Linked DNA regions of Zea mays: regions 1 and 2 are each linked to region 3. A link is a contact called in public Hi-C data. All regions are on one chromosome and are shown on one strand. Each heading gives the region's core, a stretch centred on a gene start, on an enhancer-like site or on the middle of the called end of the contact. The rest is flanking DNA. Distances are from core to core; before and after follow the strand shown. Region 1 holds the start of LOC100276729. Region 2 holds the start of LOC100272613. Region 3 holds the start of LOC103650557 (Mono-/di-acylglycerol lipase N-terminal).

The links. Hi-C and Micro-C count contacts between places; a contact is called where the count stands out from the background.
Region 1: a contact with region 3 is called in a Hi-C map of leaf, with 2.6 times the contacts expected there. The contact joins the promoter of LOC100276729 here to the promoter of LOC103650557 in region 3. A contact is called at or near these places in 7 of 25 Hi-C or Micro-C datasets (bundle sheath, ear, endosperm and 2 more).
Region 2: a Hi-C map of ear shows a contact between it and region 3, with 1.7 times the contacts expected there. The contact joins the promoter of LOC100272613 here to the promoter of LOC103650557 in region 3. A contact is called at or near these places in 5 of 25 Hi-C or Micro-C datasets (bundle sheath, ear, leaf and 1 more).

What each region holds. Positions count from the first base shown.
Region 1 is chr3:130,665,407-130,670,369 of Zm-B73-REFERENCE-NAM-5.0, forward strand. It overlaps LOC100276729, which reads left to right and starts at 2,605. Exons shown (of 3, transcript NM_001150447.2): 1 at 2,605-2,952; 2 at 3,117-3,336. The coding sequence starts at 2,759.
Region 2 is chr3:130,595,223-130,600,135 of Zm-B73-REFERENCE-NAM-5.0, forward strand. It overlaps LOC100272613, which reads right to left and starts at 2,868. Exons shown (of 2, transcript NM_001147076.1): 1 at 2,533-2,868; 2 at 1-637. The coding sequence starts at 612.
Region 3 is chr3:130,805,035-130,809,647 of Zm-B73-REFERENCE-NAM-5.0, forward strand. LOC103650557 (Mono-/di-acylglycerol lipase N-terminal) reads left to right here and starts at 2,437. Exons shown (of 7, transcript XM_008676131.4): 1 at 2,437-3,081; 2 at 4,390-4,581. The coding sequence starts at 2,728.

The sequences.
Region 1 (4,963 bases), core at 1,355-3,854, 140 kb before region 3:
ATGAGAAGCCACTGGTAACCTATCCCTTCCTTGGCCTATAAAAGGGGGAGGGTCGGGTGAGACGAAGAAAGGAGGATCACACGGGGACAGAAGCACGGAGGACTATGGAGGCCGAAGCCAAGGGGCATACCGCCACGACGCCCAAGGCGTAGCTAGATAGAGAACACTAGATTCATAGTCCTTAGGTCTCACCACGCATAAAGAGACTTAGGATCCTCCTCCCTCTCTTGCGTGCTTGTAATAGCAAAGACCTGGATTCACAATTTGCAAATCTGTCTCTAAAACACGACAATCCAAGTTCAGGGCTTGACGCTCTTTGGCCTTTGCATTTAAGGTTCATTTGTTCTAGCTTTTGGTTCCCTAAGCTTCACAGAACATGTTGTCCCTTTATGCCACTCTTTGTGGTTGTTAGTAGCATCATGAGAGGAGCAACACCAATGAACGGTGGATCTCATCCCGTGGTGAATAAAGCTGGAAAGGTTGGTAAATGTAGATCTGGTTCTTAGTTCTTTCAGAATGTGCACCTGATGGTCATTCTTAGCTTAGTCCATTGTTGTTGCTTGATTAGTCAGAGGTGTTTCTGCTTGCAGATTGATGACTTTCATGGATCCTTGTATCAGTTTGAAGTTAGAACACTAAGGTTCTAATCCATTTATTTTAGTTGATTCTCTGTTATGTTTAGGCGCCATGTGACCCTTGTATTAGTTTGGCACATGAATGGAATGTGAACCAATCCTCTTTAGGTTATGCCACATCCTGGAAAACCATTGCGTCAAGAGTATCAGGCCATGTCCAATAAGATGGTGAAGTCGAAGGGCTGATGCAGCCCAATTTCGTTTTATTTGTGATGTGCGGAGCAAGATATTGGGTACTCTATGTTCTCACATTTATTTGAGCACTGTATTTTTATCGCATTATGATGACAGCTGCAAGTTCATTTTAACTTCCAAGTCTCTGCTTGTGTTCAACAAGTCGTTGTAGGTTCTATGAGATTAACAACAGCTTAAAATGATTAAGGTGCTAACATATCTTTTAAATGGTAAAAAAGTTAAAATCACGCACAAATGAGATTTGGATTATGGTGGTTGTTGGCTCTAGGCTTACCTTCACACCCACCTACGCAAATCGATAGAACACATATGTTTTTGTATTTTATACTCTTTACTCAAGCATATATATAAATATAGCAACATAGAGACACTTTACTATATCTTCTAAATGGTAAAATAGTTAAAATTATACACAAATGAGATTCAAAGGATGATGTTTATTGGCTTGCATTCACACCCACCTAAACAAACCATAGAACACACATATCTTTATATTTTATACTCTATACTTAAATATAAATTTAAACCGTAGCAACGTACGTGTACCTTATTATTATTGTAAGATTTTTGAAAAATATTTAAAAAATATCCATTTAAACAATATGTATATATATATCTATACTATACTTAAAGTACCAGTTTCAACGGTCGTCATGCGTCATTTTTTTACAAATAACCCCTCACAGCTATTCAAATTAATCCGCTCTATAGATGCCAAACGACGCCCGACACGGGCTAGATGCACGCGGGCCACAACTATGGCACAGGCACGTCATGCTGGCCTGCCATAGACCTGCTAACTGTGTCGGACCAGCCCGTTAGCCCGTCGATCCATTTAATTAAATCAACGTAAAATGTTAAAAAACGGTATAGGAGGTGGGGTTCGAACCTATGCCCTGATGGAAGAAGGGCGGGAGACACTGGGTGAAACTATCTAACCAGTAGAACATCACGTTAAGATATTTTTAATATTGAATATAAATTGTATATAGGTATATATGTTTTTTTGTAAAATAAAAAAATAATCGTGTCGGGCCGGGCCAACACTACGGGTCGAGGCTACAGCCCAAGCACGGCACGACGTTCTTGGCTCTTGCAAGCATTATGTCGTTTCTGAGACCACATTGGCGCAATGGACTACATGGTGTTTGAGGTTGCTGAATTGGATGGAGCACCAATGATTTGTCACACTAACAGCAAAATGAAAGGTTATTTGTTGGTTTTAAACGTTAGTAATTGCTACGAAGTACCATAATTTATATGGAGCGCATCCAGTTTTTATTGATGCCTGACTTTAGCAATCACTCCATATTTTAATCTATCTTTTTTATAAGTTTGACTTCATGAGACTTATTTTAGAAACTTGATCTCACAAACTCTCTTATTTGGTCTCTGTATGATGGAATTATGTCATTTTATAATCTCTGTTCATTCAGGCAATCGTTGTGAACTCTCTTCTAATCGCTCACTTCATTGGCTGTGTTGTACCAAGACATATTTGCATGGAGTAAACAATAACATCAGTTAGCCAAATCAAAAAAATATATTATATAGAGAGTGAAGACAATCAATAAAAAATCTTGAATTTTTTTATGGATAGTTTACGTGGGTATTGTTGTAAGCCGTCGCAACGCACGGACAACCGACTAGTGTATATATATATATATATATATATATATATATATATATATATATATATATATATATATATATCTGTGCTACGAAATCAACATAATAAAATATAATAACACAAATATGTAGTCCATAGTGCTGGAATCAAACAAACACAGCTCTGACCTCTGACCGTAATTACCAACCACTGCCAGCGACCTCTCCTCGGAGGCGTGACCGTAATTGCTCCGCAACTACCCCGATACCATTCCCAAATCCTCCGTCGACCCCTCTACACCGGCGATCGGCGGCGAACGATGGGGTGGGCGACGCGGTTCCTGGCGGCGGTGTGCTTCTTTGCTGCGGGCGTCCTCTTCGTCCCAGAGGCTATCGGTTCCCCATCCGGCGCAGGAGCCGTCACCGCCGCCAAGCTGGCCCACGTCCTCTCCTTTGCCACCTCCTGGGGCGCCGCCCTCTGGGCCACCTTCATCGGCGGCATCATAATGTTCAAGTGAGCTCCCGGCTCTAATAGCCCCATCTTTCTCCCCCCGTCATCTTGCCCCAATCTATGAACCAAAAATCGTGAGGGGAAAATCTAATCCAAGAATTCCATGGATTCATTGAACTGAACCGCTACTTTGTTCTGTGGTGATGTGGAAATCTTGTTCTTTGTAGGAACCTGCCGAGGCACATGTTCGGCAACTTGCAGAGCAAGATGTTCCCGGCCTACTTCACGCTTATATCTGCATGCGCAGCCATCTCCGTCGCCGCCTTCGCGTACCTTCACCCGTGGAAGACGGCGTCCACTGTGCAGCGCTACCAGCTTGGATTCCTCCTCTCAGCGCTCGGCTGCAACCTCTCCAACCTTCTAGTCTTCACTCCCATGACCATCGAGGTGAACGTATCCCGCTTCTTAGGCATTGGCCTCTTTCCATAATTCCATCGAGATTAAGAATTATATGAGAACCTTAGGATTTGTCATGTAGTAGTGGTTCATGGTTTGTAAATTTCACATGACCGTAGAAGTGGGCCTAATTGGTTGCCGTATCTGAGCAGCCTGGCCGTGCGAGCCAGGCCGGTGGGGCCTGGCTGTGCATCACGCGAGCCTGGTTCTCCAAATGCGGAGATTTTGGCCGCCTCTCCACAGCCTGGCCCGAGGTGTTTTTTTTGCATCGCTAGACACAAGCTCAGCTGCATATGCGACAAACCAAACAAACGATAAAGTAACACGAGCCTGGCTGCATGGATACGACCTACAACCAAACGCACTGCGGCTGCACACCGTGAGCCTGGTTGGCCTATACGCAGGCTACAAATAGGGATTATTAGCAGTAACTGTACAAAGTTGAGTAATGCTTTAGAGATTGAAACTGATTTGTGCTGTGCTATAAATGTCAGGTGAATGCAATAATTTGTAGTTAATTTAACTAACAATGGTGCTTTTTAGTTTGTTGCAGCCAAGTCAGGTAATATCGGGCTTCTGTCAAAAAAATATCGGCCTTTTAGTTCGTTGCATCTAGTTATGCTGATTGATTTCTTGTTCCCTAATACTAGCAGCCAAGTCACATAATATCGGGCTTCTGTCAAAAAAATATCGGGCTTTTGTCTGATTTTGTGATGTTCTATTAGAAAGTTAATTTTGGATAGTCTTGGTTCGAACAATGCAGCCTTTATGTTACTGCTTTTACTTGTGTGTAACCTCTTCACAAAATAGGAGTCACTGTCAAAAGCTATTGTTTCACGCAAATGACAAATATATCTTGTGAAATCATTTTATATTATTTTCTGCAGCTTGAAACATATACCTTTAACATAATTAGGCCTTGTATAATATGGTTGCTATTGCTATGATTCACATTGTTTATGGAAATGGTTTCTCAAGCATTGTGGTTGAATAGCTTTCGTCGTTAAAAACCAAGGGTATTTCAATCCAGATGTCCTTTAAAGTATTCTGGTGGAAAATACCATTATAATTATTCCTCTAATGAATAATTATACTTCATAATTGATACTACAGTCCAAGTTAAAGTTAAATGACACAGGTTGACATCACATTATCGCAATGTCTCACACAACACAGTGAGTGAATGTTATTAATTTGGTATAAGATAGCTTGCCAGAAATAGAACAAATGCTACAAGAATTCAGTATTTGTGATGACTATGATATGATTACAGGAATGTATACAAGCTAAATAACTCACTGATCACTCCTTATCTTAACTTGGAAATTGAGTAATGCTTTATTTGGTGTGCAATTTATTAGAGAATAGAAATAAAAGTCACTGTTTCATCGTTGATTGGTAGTTGAATGCAAATCTGTATGTAGTCAATGGGCTAACAATAGGGTGGTTTAGTTTAACTGTTCATGTGAATTTGATAGCTTTCTTATAAGTTCGTACTAGTGACCTAGGTGCTGGAAGGTGATAAATCACTAAATCAGGCCATAGTTTTTTTTTCTAGGCTTCTCGAGTCTTAAAAGGCGTTTCATGCTAGTCTACTATAAAGCTGGTATCGCCAGTC
Region 2 (4,913 bases), core at 1,618-4,117, 210 kb before region 3:
CATTGCTGATATGCAATCTTTTGCCCATGGAGGGAGAGGTGACCGGAGAGTGATGGGCAATCCAGTGATGGGGTGTACAAATGACAAGCTCTCCGCATGCAGTGCATGGCCCTCACACTCTACGCCGTCCCACTCGATCACCCCGCCGTACTTCACATCACCTCTGATAGGGAGACCAAGATACTGGCAGTGTAGACGAATCTGGTGTGTCCGTCCGCTCTGGGGATAGGCTCTAACCAAGATGACACTGCTGTTCGCATCACCGCCACAAGTCTGGTCAGTCGCCTTTTCTTGCACAGTAATTGGCTCGATATCGTCGGTGTCCAAGCTGTAGGGTTCTCTGAACTGCCCTTTACCGTTGACGCCTAGAACTTCAAACCGCGTGCTCATGTCCCGTACGACAGAGCCGCCTGGGAGTGAACGGCCAACATCAGACATAGCATATACACGCCAAGCGCCGTGTTTCGATCGCCCATGGCCAGAACATATCTTGATCTTTTCCCATGCCGGTGGGAAACCTATGCAGAGAGCTAGATATGTTTTCTTGACTTTATGGTCAGTGAATGCCTTCACTAGCTTCCCAGCAACTTTGTTGCATTTGGTGATAACCATGAGCCCACTAGTATCACGGTCCAGCCTGTTTGCAAGGTGAAGGTTAGGTTTAGTTGCTGGATTCTCTGCAAGTCGCAAGAAATGTTTGCCTGTAGTGAGAACGAATAGTGTATCATCTCTTTTGTAAAAGAAGAACTTAGAAATAGTAAATCAAGAACAATACTAATGTAAAGAAAAAAAAACAATTCGATTGTGGCTTCAAATAATGAAATCTAGATGTTAAAAATATTAAAATAAAACACTCTGATATTATTATGTAGTGGATTACTTAAGAATCAAACTTTTACTTTCTGACAAAAGACAGACAGATCACAAGTGCTGTTTCCTCACCTCAGCCAGTCCACAAGTAGCAAGTAGCAACTATAGTCCTAAAGACTAAAGGTACTAACTACTAGCCAGACATAACTAATTCCATATGCTTTGGGAGACAATGCATGAAACAAATACCAAATAGTGGATATTGTATTCAATTAAAAAACTTCCAAAGAGTGCATGAAACAAATTTCTTTTTTTTGTCACCATGGTTCTTAAAGTGGTAAGGTGAGACAAGGCGTTGGACCGCCGCCTGAACGCCTACGCACCTCAGATTTTTTGGGCGTCTGGACGCCTAGGCGACGCATTTAAAATGCTGATTGTCATCATAGCATATCATACTTTCAGTGCTGGACACTCACTTGCTAGTAGGAATTGTTAAACTAGTCCATTACAGACAACATTATATGAGCTTGGATCATTTGGAAATAGAATGAGAATCAACACTTGAATACAGATTGCCTTATGCCTGTGGTAGTGTGATGAAACACAATATTGCACAATTTGTCAAAATGCATTCCACACTGTAATGCTCCTAAATAGCCTCCAATGCACATTTTTTACTCATCCTTTACATTAATTACATAGCCTGTATGTCCTAAACTAAACCAAGTATTGAGCAATGGCATTGCCATCCATGGTTATTAAAACGACGTTTAAACGTCGTTTAAACTATAAAACGCTGATAGAACAGCGAAACGTTGAAACATTTTACACTTCCTCGTATTTAAACGTCACGTTTTGATGTTTAAACGCGATATATAGTTAAACGCCACGTTTCGAGCGTTTAAGTTGCCTGCTTGTAAAATTTGGCCCAACCCAATTAGGAATCTACACAACTTCAAGACCGCTACTTTCCTAGGAGAGCTCATGGTACTCAAGTGCCAATTCTTGAGGATGATGAAGATGGTCTTGATGTGGGTGATGAGAATGAAGACGATGACAATTTTGTGCTTGACGACCTTGACATGGATGATGAAGAAGAAACAAACAACAGTGGTAGCCGTGGTGATGAGCAAGACAAGGATGATGTTGGTTTAGATGATTTGGATGATGGTTATTGAGTGCTTGAGTAACATTTGTGTGCCTGTGGTTGTGGACATTGCATTCTACTTTAGTTGCTTTTGTGCTATGTTTGTGATTGTGGACTATTAGACATCTCATTCCACTTTGTTTGCGGTTGTCGACTTGCTATTAGTTGAACTTGTGTTATTGTGGTAATGTGGTTGTGGACATGTCATTTTGCACAATATTATTATGTGAACTTATGTTGGTTGTTTGGTATTTGACTTTATATAATTGTCTGAAATTATGATATATTGAAATTTCCCTATGTTGTTTAAAATTACGTTTAAACTTTGTTTAAACCGTTTAAAAGTTAAAACTCCACCCATGAGCGTTCCGTTCCGTCGTCTTAATAACCATGTTGCCATCAGTAAAGTAACATTAGACAACATGTTGTATTACACAAAGATATCATCATACTACCTAAATACGCCAATTTCTTCATCCAAATCATCGATATTACTGACACTGGATGATCGACATACGAAATCACAAGCAATGAGCTCAGCGCCACCTATTCCTTTTAAGTTCCATCTTATTTACCTGAGACGGCAGAGCAAGGGAAGGAGGTGAGGAGGGCGTCGCAGTAGACGCCGGCGGGTTTGTCGACGACGGCGAGCCACTCGTCCTCGAACACGACGTCCGCAGACGCGAAGGCCGCGGAGCGCGCGGAGGCGGTCATGGCGCGCCGGAGCTCCAGGTCCTTGGAGGTGGCCGGGTAGGGAGGGGACACCGGGGAAGGATACTCTCCGATCGACGGCGCCGTCGACGTGGCCGCTGACATCGCCGTGAGGCTGCGCGCAGGTGGCAGGAGGGAGCGGAGCGGGGAGGCGGCGCCGGCTGGAGGCTGAAGAAGGAGAAGAGGCAGGGGTAGTTTCGTCATTGAGGTAAAATAAGGTAGCACGTCTATTTGGATGCTATTGCAATTTTTAAGTTTGGAGATACGCTATTATAATTTACGTATTTGAAGAACTTACCTTATAATTGTAGGGTATCTAGAAATGGGGTACCTAAAGTAAAATCCATAAAACCTTCTTGCCGATTAAAGTTTTCCCGCTGAGCAAGTTCGCAAGACAAGATGACCCACCCGCTTCCTGCCGAGCAAGTTCGTGGAGCAGAGCGATGATCAGGTCTCTACCAAGCAAGTCAGATCAGATCCCTGCTAAGGAGTGTGAGGCGGAACGACGGACCAGATCCCTGCCGAGCAAGTTCGCGAGGCGGAATGAACGACCAAGCCCCACCGAGCAGGACTGCGAGGCAGAGCGACCGACCAAGCCTCTGCCGAGCAAGTTCGCGAAGCAGAGTGATCGAGCATTCCCTGCCGAGCAAGCCTGCGAGGCGGGGCAACCGACCAAGTCCCTGTCGGGCAAGTCCGCAGAGCGGAGCGACCAATCAGGTCCCTACCAAGCAAGTCTGTGAGATAGAATAACCACCCAACTCCTAACCAAGGAAGAGAAGCATGATGGAAACCCAAGTCAAACGTCGTAAAGTCCGCGCCTACTAAGACAAGATATGGCATCCCGGATCTCTGAATAGCCATGGCTTAATGATGGGATTCAAAGCAATGGATGGAGAAAGTTGAATGGCCCTAATTTTTGACACTTTTGGCAAGCCTTGTAGCACATGAAACAATCTTACAAGTGCATCGACCAATAGTAGCCAGACCTCCTGATTAACCACTTTATCTGGTGAGGTGACTAGTGTGTTTCACACATGCCTTCATGCACATCATGCATCAGCTCAAAATCTTGGATGGGTTCGAAACATTTCAATAGTAGTCCTTCAAGGGTATAATAATATATTTCATATCCAATGAGTACATACCTTAAGGCTTTGTACCTTATCTGCTTATGTGCACCCCGGGTCGGATCCTTCAAGTAGTTGAAGATATCGGCTTTCTAGTCGACTGCATCAATCTGTAGAATCTCCACTTCATCATCCTAGTTGGCAGACATGTAATTAGATGCCATCTAGGCCATTTTTTGGCATCTAAATTCTATTCCCAAGGCACCGACATTAGTGTGATGAAGTGTAACCTTGTCATCAACTCTCGGTAGTTGTTGAAATATGGGTACAGGCTACAAAGCATCACTGGTACAATTGAAATCCCCTGTGAGCTGATTGATCACCACTTTTGAGTCTTTGACTATTTATATAGGCTCAATTCTAGCTTATAAAATCAACCACATCTCTTTTTGAATGGCTTCATACTCTACATGATTGTTGGTGCATCTTACTTCTAACCGTAGTGAAAAATTGAATATTGCCCCCAAGGTGAGAGTACCCGCACCCCGACACCACAACTTACATCAAAAATTGATCCATAAAAGAAGAGTACCCATGTTTTGATGACAACTGTCAATGTTAGTGGAGGTGCTCTTTTAGTGATGAGATCTATGAGGGCATGTCCCTCCACGATATTTGTTGATTGATACCACAGATCGAATTCTAACAGGGCATACATCCATTTGCCCAGGCATCCTTTCATAATAGGGACTGAGTGCACATATGTTTCATGACATCATCCATGCTTATAATTTTGGCTTTTGTGTTAATCAAGTAATGTTGAAGCTTGGTGCATTTAACATATAGGCATAAGTGAGAACACCTAGATGGGTGAATAGGTGATCCTATAAAAATCAACTCTAAACAACACAAACTTGGTTTATACAAGTTGTTAGTGATAACTAAAACCAAGTTAGGATGAAGAGAGAGAGAGAACTCTTCTATTGATTGCTCCTTTAAGATGAGAATTAAAGTTAGGAGCAATATTGCTCGGGGACCATAATTAGGGGTACCCTCAAGACTCCTAATTCTCAGCTAGTAACCCCCATCAGCACAAAGCTGCAAAGGCCTGATGGGTGCAACTAAGTCAGAGATCGGTCCATTCGAGGGACTCGATCACGCCTCGCCCGAGCCCAGCC
Region 3 (4,613 bases), core at 1,187-3,686:
TCAAAACCTCTTATACCACTGCCAAGGAGCTTATTTCAAACCATAAAGAGATTTTTGCAAATGACAAACTAAGTGCTCTTGACTAGGAGCAGAAAAACCCTGAGGTTGTGTCATATAAATCTCCTCATCTAAATCTGCATGAAGAAATGCAGTTTTAACATCAAGTTGCTCTAACTCTAAATCAAATAAAGCAACAATAGCAAGCATAACTCGAATAGAAGTGTGACGAACAACAGGAGAGAACACCTCATTGAAATCAATACCTTCCCTTTGTTCGAAACCTTTCACAACTAAACGAACTTTAAATCTTGCAGGTTCAACTCCAGATATACCTTCCTTCTTATTATAAATCCACTTGCACTTTAAAGGTTTTTTACCTTCATGAAGCTCAACCAATTTTCATGTAGAATTATTTTGAAGACTCTCAAATTCATCATTCATAGCAACTAACCACTTGGATGCATTATCACATGAGATAGCTTCCGAATAAGAAGAAGGTTCAAATGCAACATTAGTTTCTTGAGCAGCAATGAGAGCATAATGAGTCATACTATCAGTGTCACGATATCTATGTGGCAAAACAATATTTCTTCTAGGTCTATCTTGAGCGATATAGTGATTGTTGCTAACAGGAGGTATAAAAGCTGAAATGACTACTCCCTCTAGGTCTAAAATTCTTGACGTTTTAGACAGGATCTCACATACCAAGAAGCCATTAACTAGAGTGCATGTTTCCCGTTTTACCCTTATTAAATAAGGTCATGTGGCATTGGAAATCATTATATTCTCTTAGCTCATGTGGTTGGGATGACGTTTTTGAAGCCTACGGTCTCCAGTTCAACTACGGTCTCCAGTTCAATTCCTAGCCGTGCATTTGAGGCCCTTTTTCGCGATGGGATTTTTTTGCCGCATCTGCCATTTTTCCGTTCGCGCCAATGTTGCCGTGGCATGCCATTTTTTTTATCCATCCCTTAATACGCATGCATGCAGAGAAAATAAGGAGCCTCATGCAGCCTAGGGGAGTTAAATGTGCAACATTGGAACCATGCAGGCTAAGCGCGCTTGCAGGGGCAAAAACAACTAAACTTGCATGCAAAAGCTAAAACGTCAAAAAAATTTATCCATCCCTTCATAGCCTTAAACATCAAAAATTTTAGACCTGGAGGGAGTATGTAATAGGAGTATCAGAATCAATATTAATAGGTACATCTACCTCAAGATTCTCATCGGTAGTTTCAACATAGATGTGGACGAGGAACCACTATCAGAAACACCTCGAGAGGAAGAAAATGTACTTCCACCATCACCATTTTTTCATGTATGTATCTTGCTCGAGCCTCATCTGTGAGATAGTTCACGACACATCCAATCTCTGCAAATGCAAATGTAATGTGACAAATAAGTTTGCAAAGTCAGGATAAATAAATTGTATAAGCGAAACTAACATGTCCTTTTTCTCACTCACTTCCACTCAGACGACAAGCAAGATTCCCCAACATCTGTTTCTCGGCTCTAGCCGCCTCCCATTCCCTTGCATCATGTGCTCTCTTCTCATTTGCCGCCTTCAATCAACTCTGCTCTGCACGCATCAGGCTGTCTAGGTTGGGGTATCTTTTGTCAGTAGAGTTAATTTGAGGTAGGACATGTGTTTTAGCTATCTAGGTTGTTTCTGTTTTTTTAATGAGAACATATCCAGTGCACATGAGCCTTTGGTACATATAAAGTGCACATAAACTAACAACACTCACAAAAAATTCTAAAAAAAATTCATACATATTCTTTCCATCTTACTCCAATTATATACAAAATTTAAAGGCCAAATTCATTATACTTTAGTTGTAATAAAAAGATAAAATTTCTAACAAGTTTAAATTAGAAAATAGGCTAAAATGTTATCTTTTTATTACAACTAAAGTGTAACGACTTTGAACTTGAAATTTAGTATGTAATTAGAGTAGAATGGAAAAAAATGTATGATTTTTTCAGAATTTTTTGTAAACTTTGTTAGCTCATGTGCGCTTTATGTGAATGAAAGGCCCATGTACACTGGGTTTGTTCTTAGAGAAAGTAGAATCTATTAAATAGACTAGACCATTTAGTTTAAAATTTAATACTACATAGCTTTTCGAAGTTCACGTATAAATCTATCTCAAATTTATATATAAGGTAAGAGGTTGAAATTGATTATATAAATCATTGTATTAGTTTTTTTTACTCTAAAACTTATAACACGCTTCTTGGTTCGTTCCTCTAAAACAAAAATGCAACATGTATTTCACTTATATGACCAATAATTATATATGAATGCATTTATGTATAATTATAATAGTTTAATTAATTTGGATCTAAATGATTATTAAATAAATTTTAAATTTAAGAATATAAATAAATAGAGTCTAAAAGTAAATTATCAAGGAGTTTAAGAAAAAAACCTTGTCTTTTTCTTTAAGCTGATTACAAATTCACAATTGACAGCCGGTGGATCCGAGGTAGCCAAAGTGAGCATACAAATTCAGGGGCAGAACCGTCTTTCCGGCCACGGTCGTCCATCGGTTTTAGGCCGACCCCCCAGAGCGGCAGAGCCCGCCCCCTCTTCCGTCCCAAGTCCCAACTCCCAAGTGGCCAAGTCCCAACCCGACGTCCGACGACCCCCACCTCTCCTTCTCCTCGCTCCGACACCTACGCACATACAGTACGTACGTGCTAACCGTGCTTTTACCGCGCGGGATGGGCGCGAAGGGGATGGCGACGGCGGCGGGGACGGCGGTGCTGCTGTACCTGGTGCTGTCAGGCCGGCTCTGCGGGGACGCCGCCGGCGACGGCGGCGCCCTGGAGGACCAGCTGATATCGTCGGCCCTGGAGGCTCGGCGACGAAGGAAAGAGGACACCAGGGCGCGGCGGGAGCAGCGGCGTGCTCCGCCTCCGTGCACCAAGCGGCGGTGGCCGGAGCGCCCCCCGGACGGGTGGGGCGAGGCGGCCGCCTTGACCGCGCGCACTGTGGGCTTCACCTGGGCCGAGACGCTCGGCAAGTGGACCCTCGGGGAGGTCGCCTTCGGGATCAAGTACTATATGCGGCAGCAGGTATGCGTGCCAGACTGCCGGTGCCCGCCACCAGACCCTCCACGATCGTCGGCTGCGCTACTCCCACTAGGAGTAGCACCTGCGCTGCGCAGCTCTCCTCATTGTGCCGTTACATGTTTGTTTTGTCCTTGGCTGTGTCTTGCGCATGATTTTTTCTGATTTCCCTCCAATATTTTTCACTTGTGGGATTTCCCGCCTGGTTAAATAAGGTGATGTGTCCGATGTGTTTGCTTGCGTGGAATTTTTGTCGGTCAAGCCTCCTTTGTTGTTTTTCCCGGTATTATCTTAGTTTGAAAACTGCGAAATGGAAAAAATATTTCTGGCAAGAATCTTGCGTGCAAGAAAAAGATTGGGCGGAGTTTTCTTTCCTCGTGGTCCGAGTTTCCGTTGCGCATTTATGTTGTGTTCTTCTCATCCCTTCCGGCCTTCCCTCTTCTAGATTGGTCGACAGTCCGGCGGGCCCATGGCTCTTTGAAAGAAAATATCGTGGACTAGGAATTCGATCAAATATTGGACTGTTCTGAGTTGCTCGCAGAATTTGCTGAAAATCTTTTCGGTCCAGTTTGAACTGCTGGGACCATAGTACCTAGTAGTAGGTGCTAAGAAGTACTCCCTTTTTTTTATTTGTCACGTTTTTTTTTGTTAAAAAATTAACTTGCAGGCGATAAATCAGACGATAAATATTCGAGAACGGAGTCAGTACTTGTACGTTGCAACATGTTTCCTTGCTATAGCTTGGATGTTGATGTTACGTGGGGTACTTGTGCCTAGTTTGAGAACAATCTGCCGATGGGTACATGAATGCGTGCGTGTTGCCTCATAAGCTGTTTGGAGAATTCTTGAATGTTGGACAATTCGACGAACAGTTCAATGAGCTTCAATTATTTTCCAGTACTATTTTGCTGACATCTGTCTTGACGGAATTGCTCATATGCAGTTAGCTATGCACCTCACCATCCATCCATATATAAGTAGTGTGTTTTCTTTAACAATTTCATGATTTCGGTGCATCATGGACTGGGACTCTATTAAATTTGACTCATTTTGATTGTTTAAGAAGATTGTTTATATATAAGCAACCCTACTTTCGGTTTTTTTTTCTCCCTCCCAGGCGAACTCCACTTTGATTAATTTAGGCTCCAGAAATTGTAAAGTTAAGTGATCGTAGGATTTGAACCAGATACCTACTGATAAGATGCTAGCCACCTTTAGCTGCTCTAAGTATTCTACATTCTAGAATCATAGGTGCTGTTTTTTTCTCTCTCCCAGAAAATGGTCTGCTCATTTGCGTTTGCTGTACTGTTACAGGGTAATCTGCAGCATGAGTATGCTGGAAGTGATTCTGTGCTACTGGATGGGGCTGAGGTGAGGCAGGTACTGATTTCGCTGCTCAGATATCTGAAGCAGTGCATGTATTTCTCGAAGAAGCCATACAACGTGTTTTTGGAGTATGGTGGTTATGGCCATAATGACGTGCTTATAAGAAAGCCTAAGGCGAGGGTGCGTAAGTATCAGTTAACTTTCTGTTGTCA